Regions from separate parts of the Zea mays genome. Here regions 1 and 3 are each linked to region 2. A link is a contact called in public Hi-C data. All regions are on one chromosome and are shown on one strand. Each heading gives the region's core, a stretch centred on a gene start, on an enhancer-like site or on the middle of the called end of the contact. The rest is flanking DNA. Distances are from core to core; before and after follow the strand shown. Region 1 holds the start of LOC103626309 (glutamate receptor 3.4). Region 2 holds the start of LOC541970 (chromdomain-containing protein CRD101). Region 3 holds the start of LOC103626306 (serine carboxypeptidase-like 2).

Region 1 (2,700 bases), core at 104-2,603, 170 kb after region 2:
ATAAATGAAGGCCGGTTGAGATTTCAAGAAATGAAGACTGACAGACCACCTGTCCCTGTTAGCATATTAGAGTCGACAGGCAAGAAAGGTAAAAATATTATCATTGGTAACCCTCGCACTCTAAATCTATCACGTAGAGTGGTTACTCAGAAGGCCATAAAAGAAAGACCAGAGACGTCGGGGACAAGCACGACCGGATACCCAATCATGGTCACCTCTCCTACATATACTGAACGGTCCAAGCACTAAGGCTAGACAGTCCAAGACAGACACGAACAGTTCGGCTATGAAGTCCGAACCGTCATGGGCAACCAGAAGCCGCAACTACCTCAGACCATTAGATCATAGCGGCTTAAAATATGTACTAGGTAGCAAAACACTTCCAAGACATCTGACCGGCTCAACAGAGTCGGTCCTACTTTTGATCAGTTTCTTGCTAAATATATGAAGAAGAAGGTTGTTTCACACGACCATCCAATAAAACAAACAAAGTCGGTCCTACTTTTGATCAGTTTCTAGGGATCATAAGTGTTTGGTCCCAAAAGAGCTAACAATATTGTTCGTAGCATTTGTCGGATTTCATGAATACTCTGTTACGTAGTTGCTGGTGAGGTGGGTGTGGAACACATTGAGGAAGAACTTTTTAAAATCTTGAAGAAAAGGGTCATGTCTGCGACCAGAGCAAGTACTTATTGCTAATCTGGGTGATGTTTCAAAAGATGGTCCCTTGGAGCTGGAGCAAGGAATCGTGGAGGTGTAACGAAATCGGAGCCGCATTGGTGCAGTAGCTAGCTCACCGGCAGATCAAAAGTCAGCAGTCCATCGATGATCCATGCATATAATGGGCAGTTTACTACTACTATTGTGGCGTCGTGTACCAGTGAGGCTGTGGCGAAAATCCTGCGGAAACGGAATAAAGGGTGGGCACGTGATCGACGGCCCATCGCCTTTCCTTGTCGCGTACCACTCGAATAAAATCAATCAATCCTGTACTCAAATCGCCAACCGTGCGTAGTATACCATTCAAAAAATATATCCCTCCTGCCTTCCCCCAACCAACCCTGACTCGCTGAGCGCGTGGCTGCGAATGCCACCAAAAATATGCTCTGCCCTCGGTCTCCCTCGCGGTCGCGAAGTACAGCCAGTGAGGCAGTGACCATCTCGCGCCAACGCTCCCTGTCGACCATGGGTCCATGGCCACCCCGGTGCGTTGCGGTGCCTGCGTCGCGTGCGTGCGTGGTGCACATGTTGGCGCCAACCGCTACGTACCCACGTTGCTCTTGCTGCCGCGGGGCACGGAACGGAACGGAGTACCTACGGACAGTAGCTGTCTGTTCTGAATCGAGTCCTGAATTCATGATGGTACAGCGGGCGCCCGTGGAGCTTTTCGTCCACTTCCTTCTGTTCCAAATGGAGGAAGAGCCGAAGAGGGACTGAGGGATTGGGGAAAGAGGGAGAGAGGGATAGAGAGAGAGAGAGAGTCCGGCTCAAAAGCCTCCAGGCTCCTCATCTAGTCATCCTCTTCGTGCCCACCTGGCCACCTCACAGAACGAACAAGCATCTTGCTTTTCCCTTCCAACGGTAGTCCTCCGAGCAGCGTCCAACCAGAACCGGCCGTGTCAACTGAGCACCTCCCGTGCCGCCTCCCCCGGCTCATTCCGCCGCCCATTATATTGCCCCAAGAACTGATGCGACCCGACCCAAGATTCCGGCTCACGACGGTGCCAGGTGCCCTTGCTCTAGCGCCGACTCATCCGGTGGCGAGACAGGGGCCTGAATGAAGTGAAGCTCGTGGTGGGCTGGGTTACGTATGCCAATGGGCGCGCTTCAGGTGATGCTCCTCCGCTTGGTGCTGCTCGCCGCGTCCGCCGCGACGACGGCTGTCACGGTCACGGCCGCGCCGCCGCCCAGTGAGGTGGCAGTGGGCGCACTCTTCACCTACGACTCCACCATTGGCCGCGCCGCGCGCCTCGCCATTGAGCTCGCCGTCGACGACGTCAACGCCGACCGCACCGTCCTCGCCGGGACCCGCCTCAACTTGCTCGCCCAGGACACCAACTGCAGCGGCTTTCTTGGCGCCGTCGAAGGTTGGTTCTTCTTTAATTTGCTTGCCGTCCTGTCTTCTCGATTGTTCATCTTAGTAGTACTAGCGATTTCGAGTACAAAGAAGACTGAACTTAGAATATCCAATTTTTTTATTCTTCTTAATTTTGTCTTTTCTTTTTGTATTGAACCAAAAAAAAAAAGAAGCAATGGTTTTGATTCGAGGTCAGCCCTGCAGCCTACATGTTTGCTAATTCGTGTGATCAGTGACTGCTAAATTAGCACTAATTGTTTTCTTTTTAATTGGAAAACTGATCTGAGTTCTAGTTCCAACTAATCAAAAGTGGAGTGGTGACGACGAAGAAAAATCCCAGCTTTAGCATTAGCAACGAGCAGAAAGACCTTTGATAGTTGATACAGAGGGAGTAGATGACAATGGTGGACAAGGGTCCAGCAGTACAATCTGACTTGTAGACCTGTGCTATCTAGGTGTGGCGGGCCTTGTAAAATATTGATCCGCAATCTGCACGCCCTTAAAGAAACGGAGTGGGCGCCACTACTTGATTCAGAATGCCAGGATTTGCACGTTGAGAGTTAGTAATTAGTAATTACAGTACTAGTACTTAGTAGCCTTGCCTAGTTGCTTTTCCTTCCTCT
Region 2 (2,804 bases), core at 105-2,604:
ATGCTCCGGGCCTCCGACCGAGGTGGTCGACCACGTTTGCCACGAGAAGGGTTAGGATCGGATGTTGGAGTTGTTGGAGTCTTGCGCTTTCGCTTTCCACAGGATCTGGGCGACCTTGACCTGTGTCCCATGAAACCACCAGCAAACAATGTTATCAGCTGCACATGTAAATCTAATGCTGAACAGAAGCAATACACATTCATACCGCTTATTGAAAGCATCAACAATGTCAGAACAGGCCTTCAGGTTTTCAAGGGGTTCCCATGTGTTAGCACTCTCTGGCCACCCACGCCTTATAAATCACATCAAATTGATAGGAATACAGTATCAGCAGTAACATAAATGCAGTAAACAAGCTATAAACAACATTCAGCTTTCAAACCCATAGTTCTCCATCAAAGAAAAAAAAAGAGCAACCACAAATTATACGATGAATCTATTTAATGAAACAAACATAAAGTAAGACGAATACATGACTCAATGCCTACCAAAGTTGGCCACCAAATTGCAAATGCTGCAACACGCACTCTATTTAACAAGAGAATGGAATAGTTGTGTTCAAAATCATAGTGCGAATAGAAATTACTTCAGTACAGCACTGCAGCTTTGCCAAAAAACACATTCTTGAATGTGGATTGTGGAGTTCATGACATAGCATCTACATCATACTAGAAACGTCCACGAGTCATTCTGATATTTTAATAAAAACATCCAGCAGCAAATCAAAGAATAGACAAGGAAAACGCATTCCACGAACCACGACTAAACCTACTTGTGCAGAGTCACCAGCCCATCCAACTACAAGCAAATGTGGTGTACTAACCAAACCACGCCCAAACGGTACTAACTGCAAAAGAATCTGGACTACTGTCCAAGCAAGAATCAAGGAGGAAGAAGCGCTAGCCTACCGGAAAATTACAAAAACGAAAAAATATTGGGATTTAGGAGAGCGAGGACCGTCACCGACCACTTGACGAGGTACTGGAGCTGGCCCTTGCGGAGGCGGCGGCGGCGGATGGCCTCGATCTCGAAGTAGCCCTCAGCCAGCTTCGGCGGCTCCACAGCTTCCTGCGCCGGCGTCTCCGCTTCAACTTCATCCTCCTCACCACATCCCTCCTCCGTCTGTTCCTCCTCTTCCTCGTCGCCCTCCTCAGTCAGTTCCTCCGCCTCATCCTCCTCCCCTGGAGCCGCCGTCGGATAGCCGGAATCCTTCCTGTTCCGCCGCATGGCGAATCTTGTTTCACTCGACGGCCCACCACACGTTCGCTCGTGTTATCCAAATCAAGGGCGGATCTTGTACAGATTTTGCTGAGGAGATCTGGTTTTTGGAGCCGCCTTTTCTCGGAGGGATTCGGAAGGAACAAGGCTCGTTCAGTTCAGGGGCGCAGTACCCTAGCAGCACCGAATTCTTTGTTTTTATTCATTTTCTAACAAAAACACAGGTAATATGAATGATTTTTGAAGGATTATGTTGGGGATTTGTTTTCAAATGCTATGAATCAAGAACAAGGTAACATAGAAATTGTTAAATGTTATAGTCATTCATCCCTCGAAGCATTATTTCCCTCAGGATATAATGGATTCCGGACGAAGGTTATGAAGGTTATATCTTCATAAACACAACAAATAATGAGGAAGGGTAAAAATATGTAAAATAATTTAAACATTTGATTATTATTATTAACTTATTTCTATTTCATTATTGTAAAAATGATAACAAATTACAAATGTACCTTCGGCTCGAAGGAAAATAAAAATACCAGCGTGAAGCAAAAACAAATGCACTATGTGTGATTACAGGAGAGCACGTGAACAGTACATGGGTACTGTTCACCTATTTATAGGCATAGTTCACAGCCTGTATATAATTACATTTATACCCTTTACAATGAACCACAATAATGACACAGAATATCATGGGTCTTTAAGTCATTCCATCTTTAAATCGGTTCACCCCTTCGTCTTGAGACATGTCGTTGTGCCGAAGCTTTATAGTCGATAGCTTCGGCGTTGCTTTGGAGAGGATCTGCCGAATGTGTTCATTTCTTTAGGATCTTCGGCTACGAAGCATACCCCCAACAGTAGCCCCTTCGCGGCGCTAGATCGTTTTTCGTAACGAGCTTGATCCGTGAAAAATCTTCTAAGCTTCGGGATGCCGAATATCCAAAAAACACCTTCCCTGAGCTCGTTGGCGAGAAACGATTAAAATAATCGTCGGACGCACGACCCATCTTGCACCAATTACACGTTCGCCAGCGATTCACCTTCTCGAGCTATGTGGCCCACCGTTCAGTGAGTGTGGGTGACTGTTTGTTCGGTGTTGGAGACCTTGCCGATTCACCTTCCCACCTGCAGCACTATATAAACAGACGGGTAGGTGTGAAGTTACCACAGCATTTATTGCTATTGTACTGTTTTGCTGCCAAATTTTTAGTCATAGCCGAAGCTTGATCATTGCGCTCATACAAAATCTGCTTCAGCGCAAGTGGAAGAGCTTCGGAAAAGACAAAAAAGTCAATTCAAAAAATTTCAAGTTAGTCATAATCAAATGGCCAGAGTTCGCTCTACTGCAAGAGTCGATCGCGAAGGAGACGAAACCGAAGTTGTGGAAATTGTTCCTATCTCGGAAGTAATGAAGCGATCTGGGTTGATGGCACCGGAAGACGTCCCTGCTGCTGAAGCAGAACAAGCAGATATTGAAGAGACCGATTCTGAAGATGATTACAATATCGCAGTACCGAGCAAGCCTAGCCACCTGGACTTCGGAAAGTCGACCATCTCCAAAGCTGATTTTCCTAAGATGG
Region 3 (2,700 bases), core at 188-2,687, 160 kb before region 2:
CCTGGATCCAAGCAGATCGTGTATATAGTAGTATAAAACACTGTTTTATTTTATACTCTAGATAGCAATATTTATAGAGTGAAATATAAAATATAAGATGTGATAGAGAATATGATAGGTCTAAAGATAGTCTTAGAATGTCCATTATGTGCGCGCGACGGCGGTCTACAACTAGAAGCCCACGAGCATTAATTATATAATGACACTTAACTTTTGCAAAATTAAATAGTATTTTAGGATACTAGAGCAAGGTTAATAATAATAAAGCTGATGGTAGGTTTTAAATCCTTATTATGTTGTATAGAGCCAACAATATAAACACTCATATAATAATAATAATAATAATAATAATAATAATAATAATAATAATAATAATAATAATAATAATAATAATAATAATAATAATAATAATAATAATAATAATAATAATAATAAAGTAGACTATGAGGTTAGCTCTTAGATTATCCTCTTATCCGTGTAGAAGCTGGTTTTTGCATTAGTCCAATCCAATCTCCTCTATTTTTTTATGTCTCTTTCATCCGTAGAGGCAAAAGTGCCATGTACATCGGTTGTTGTTGTATGTGCCGGTTGACCATCATGAACATCGGCGGTTCGTGTCTACCGACTACGACACGAATATCGGAAATGAAAATCCGCCAAATTTTCAGTCGAAATTTTAAAGCTGACTAAATCTGAATGGAGGTGGAACGGGTAGTAAATCTGAATAATGGTGTGCGTAATCCACAAATAAATAAATTATATATTATACAGGGCAGCCGGGTTACCGGGTAGTTGATAGTTACTGACCGATCTCGAAGAGGAGTCCAGAGAGTGCGGAGCATCCGGGGCCGCCGGTGATCCAGAGGATGAGCGGGTCCTCCGCCGGGTTCCTCTCCGACTCGATGAAGTAGTAGAAGAGACGCGCTCCGTTCTCGTCGTCCACCTCCACGTACCTACCGCCGAGCGCCGACCGGTAGGGCATGCATGAGCGGTCGTCAAAGCAAGCACACACACCGTGCGTGCCTCAATTGGCTACACCAACCCTATATATAATCTCACCCTGTCTCGAGATGGAAAGGCAGCGGGCCTCGGAACCCCTTGATGTGCGTGATCACATTCCGGCCCGTCTCCTTGGCGGCCACACCCCAGAAGCTGCTGCTGGCGGCGACGATGACGAGCAGCACCAGCACTGCCGGGAGGAGTTGCTGCTCGAGCGGCGAGCGGCGGCGGCAGTAGGCGCCGCCCATGGTGCCACGCCACCAAGACGACGAAGCTGTCGTACGTCGTCGCTGCAAATGACCCCGTCCCTTTAGGCCTTAGCAAGCGTCATCCCTCTCTCTCTTGTACATGTGTAGAGGGTCCGGTGCGGGCAGGTGATGTAGGCGGCGACTGGTATGTAATCACAATCAGCACATCTGTTCAATCGTGCAAGCAGTCAACTAGCACTAGTAGAAAAGAGCTCAAAGCCTGCGACACCCATAAATTATCACTGGTGGTTTCAGTTATCGCACGCCAGTAAAAAAAAGAGGTGGGCCCGGCTTGGGAACCGCCAGTGGAAAACTATTTCCACTGACGGTTATCTTAACACAACCGCCAGTGGAAATAGTTGGTGTAACAGAACCGCCAGTGGAAATAGGATATTTCGATTGGCGGTTCTGTTACACCAACCGCCAGTGGAAATAGGATTCCACTTGCGGTTTTTCAAGCCAACCGCTAGTGAACTGTCTATTATAAATACCCCTCTTCTTCCCCCCGACAGGAGCTGTATGCTCGCAGCCAACTTCCATTGGAGGCGATTTTGGAGGTCCAGATTTCACAAAAATACAAGAGGGAGGTTTTGGTCTTCATTTCTTGGAAGAAGGTGGATAAGAAAGGTTAGATTATGTTTCTTTGTCAATTTTTGCTCATTCTTGCTCAATTTTAGCCACATTTTGGATCTAGGGTTTTACATGTGAGAGAGAAGAGTATGGCTAGGTTATTTTCTCTATTTCCTCAAATGAGGTTGCTTAAGATGGTTAGATTTTGTCTATTCCCTCTCCTTTTTCATGTTTAGTTCTCAAATAAGTTTATCCATAACACATATTTAGTTGCTTAATGAATGGTGAATGTGTTGTATGGAAGGTTGGTTTAATTATGTTTCAATTGTCAATTATTGTTCATTTTTGCTCAATTTTAACTACATTTTGAAACTAGGCTTTCACCATGTGTTAGAGATAGGTTTGGGTATTAAAATTTTTTGTTTATTAGTTGCTAGGAAAGTTTGGCTTATGTTTCTTTTGCCAAATTTTGTTCATTTTTCCTCCATTTTAGCCACATTTTGGATCTAGGGTTTCACCATGTGTTAGAGATAAAGTAGTTAGGTTGCCTCCATGATATATTTAGTTGTTACGAAATATTGGTATATGTTTCTCTTGCCAATTTGTGTGTTTTATGTTACTTTTTTATAGGTGATGATGGCGCGGATATCCTGGATGTATAACTTATCAAGGCTAGATCCATCATACATATTTGAGGTCCATAAGTTTATTGTTTTCGCTACGAACCATGCTTGGAGAACAAAGACAAAGCACATATATTGTCCATGCATGGACTGTAAAAATGCTGTTGTATTTGATGACACAGAACAAATCATATCTCATCTGGTATGCCGAGGATTTGTGTCGGGGACCATAATTAGGGGTACCCTCAAGGCTCCTAATT

What was found. A called contact is a pair of places that touch in the nucleus more often than the background predicts.
Region 1: a Hi-C map of leaf shows a contact between it and region 2, with 6 times the contacts expected there. The contact joins the promoter of LOC103626309 here to the promoter of LOC541970 in region 2. A contact is called at or near these places in 4 of 25 Hi-C or Micro-C datasets (ear, leaf and tassel).
Region 3: a Hi-C map of leaf shows a contact between it and region 2, with 3 times the contacts expected there. The contact joins the promoter of LOC103626306 here to the promoter of LOC541970 in region 2. A contact is called at or near these places in 3 of 25 Hi-C or Micro-C datasets (ear, leaf and tassel).

Annotation. Positions count from the first base shown.
Region 1 is chr5:48,091,099-48,093,798 of Zm-B73-REFERENCE-NAM-5.0, forward strand. LOC103626309 (glutamate receptor 3.4) reads left to right here and starts at 1,354. Exons shown (of 5, transcript XM_008646700.3): 1 at 1,354-2,087. The coding sequence starts at 1,811.
Region 2 is chr5:47,919,299-47,922,102 of Zm-B73-REFERENCE-NAM-5.0, forward strand. LOC541970 (chromdomain-containing protein CRD101) reads right to left here and starts at 1,355. Exons shown (of 5, transcript NM_001111623.1): 1 at 968-1,355; 2 at 206-292; 3 at 1-120. The coding sequence starts at 1,227.
Region 3 is chr5:47,758,852-47,761,551 of Zm-B73-REFERENCE-NAM-5.0, forward strand. It overlaps LOC103626306 (serine carboxypeptidase-like 2), which reads right to left and starts at 1,438. Exons shown (of 6, transcript XM_008646698.4): 1 at 1,060-1,438; 2 at 808-953. The coding sequence starts at 1,247.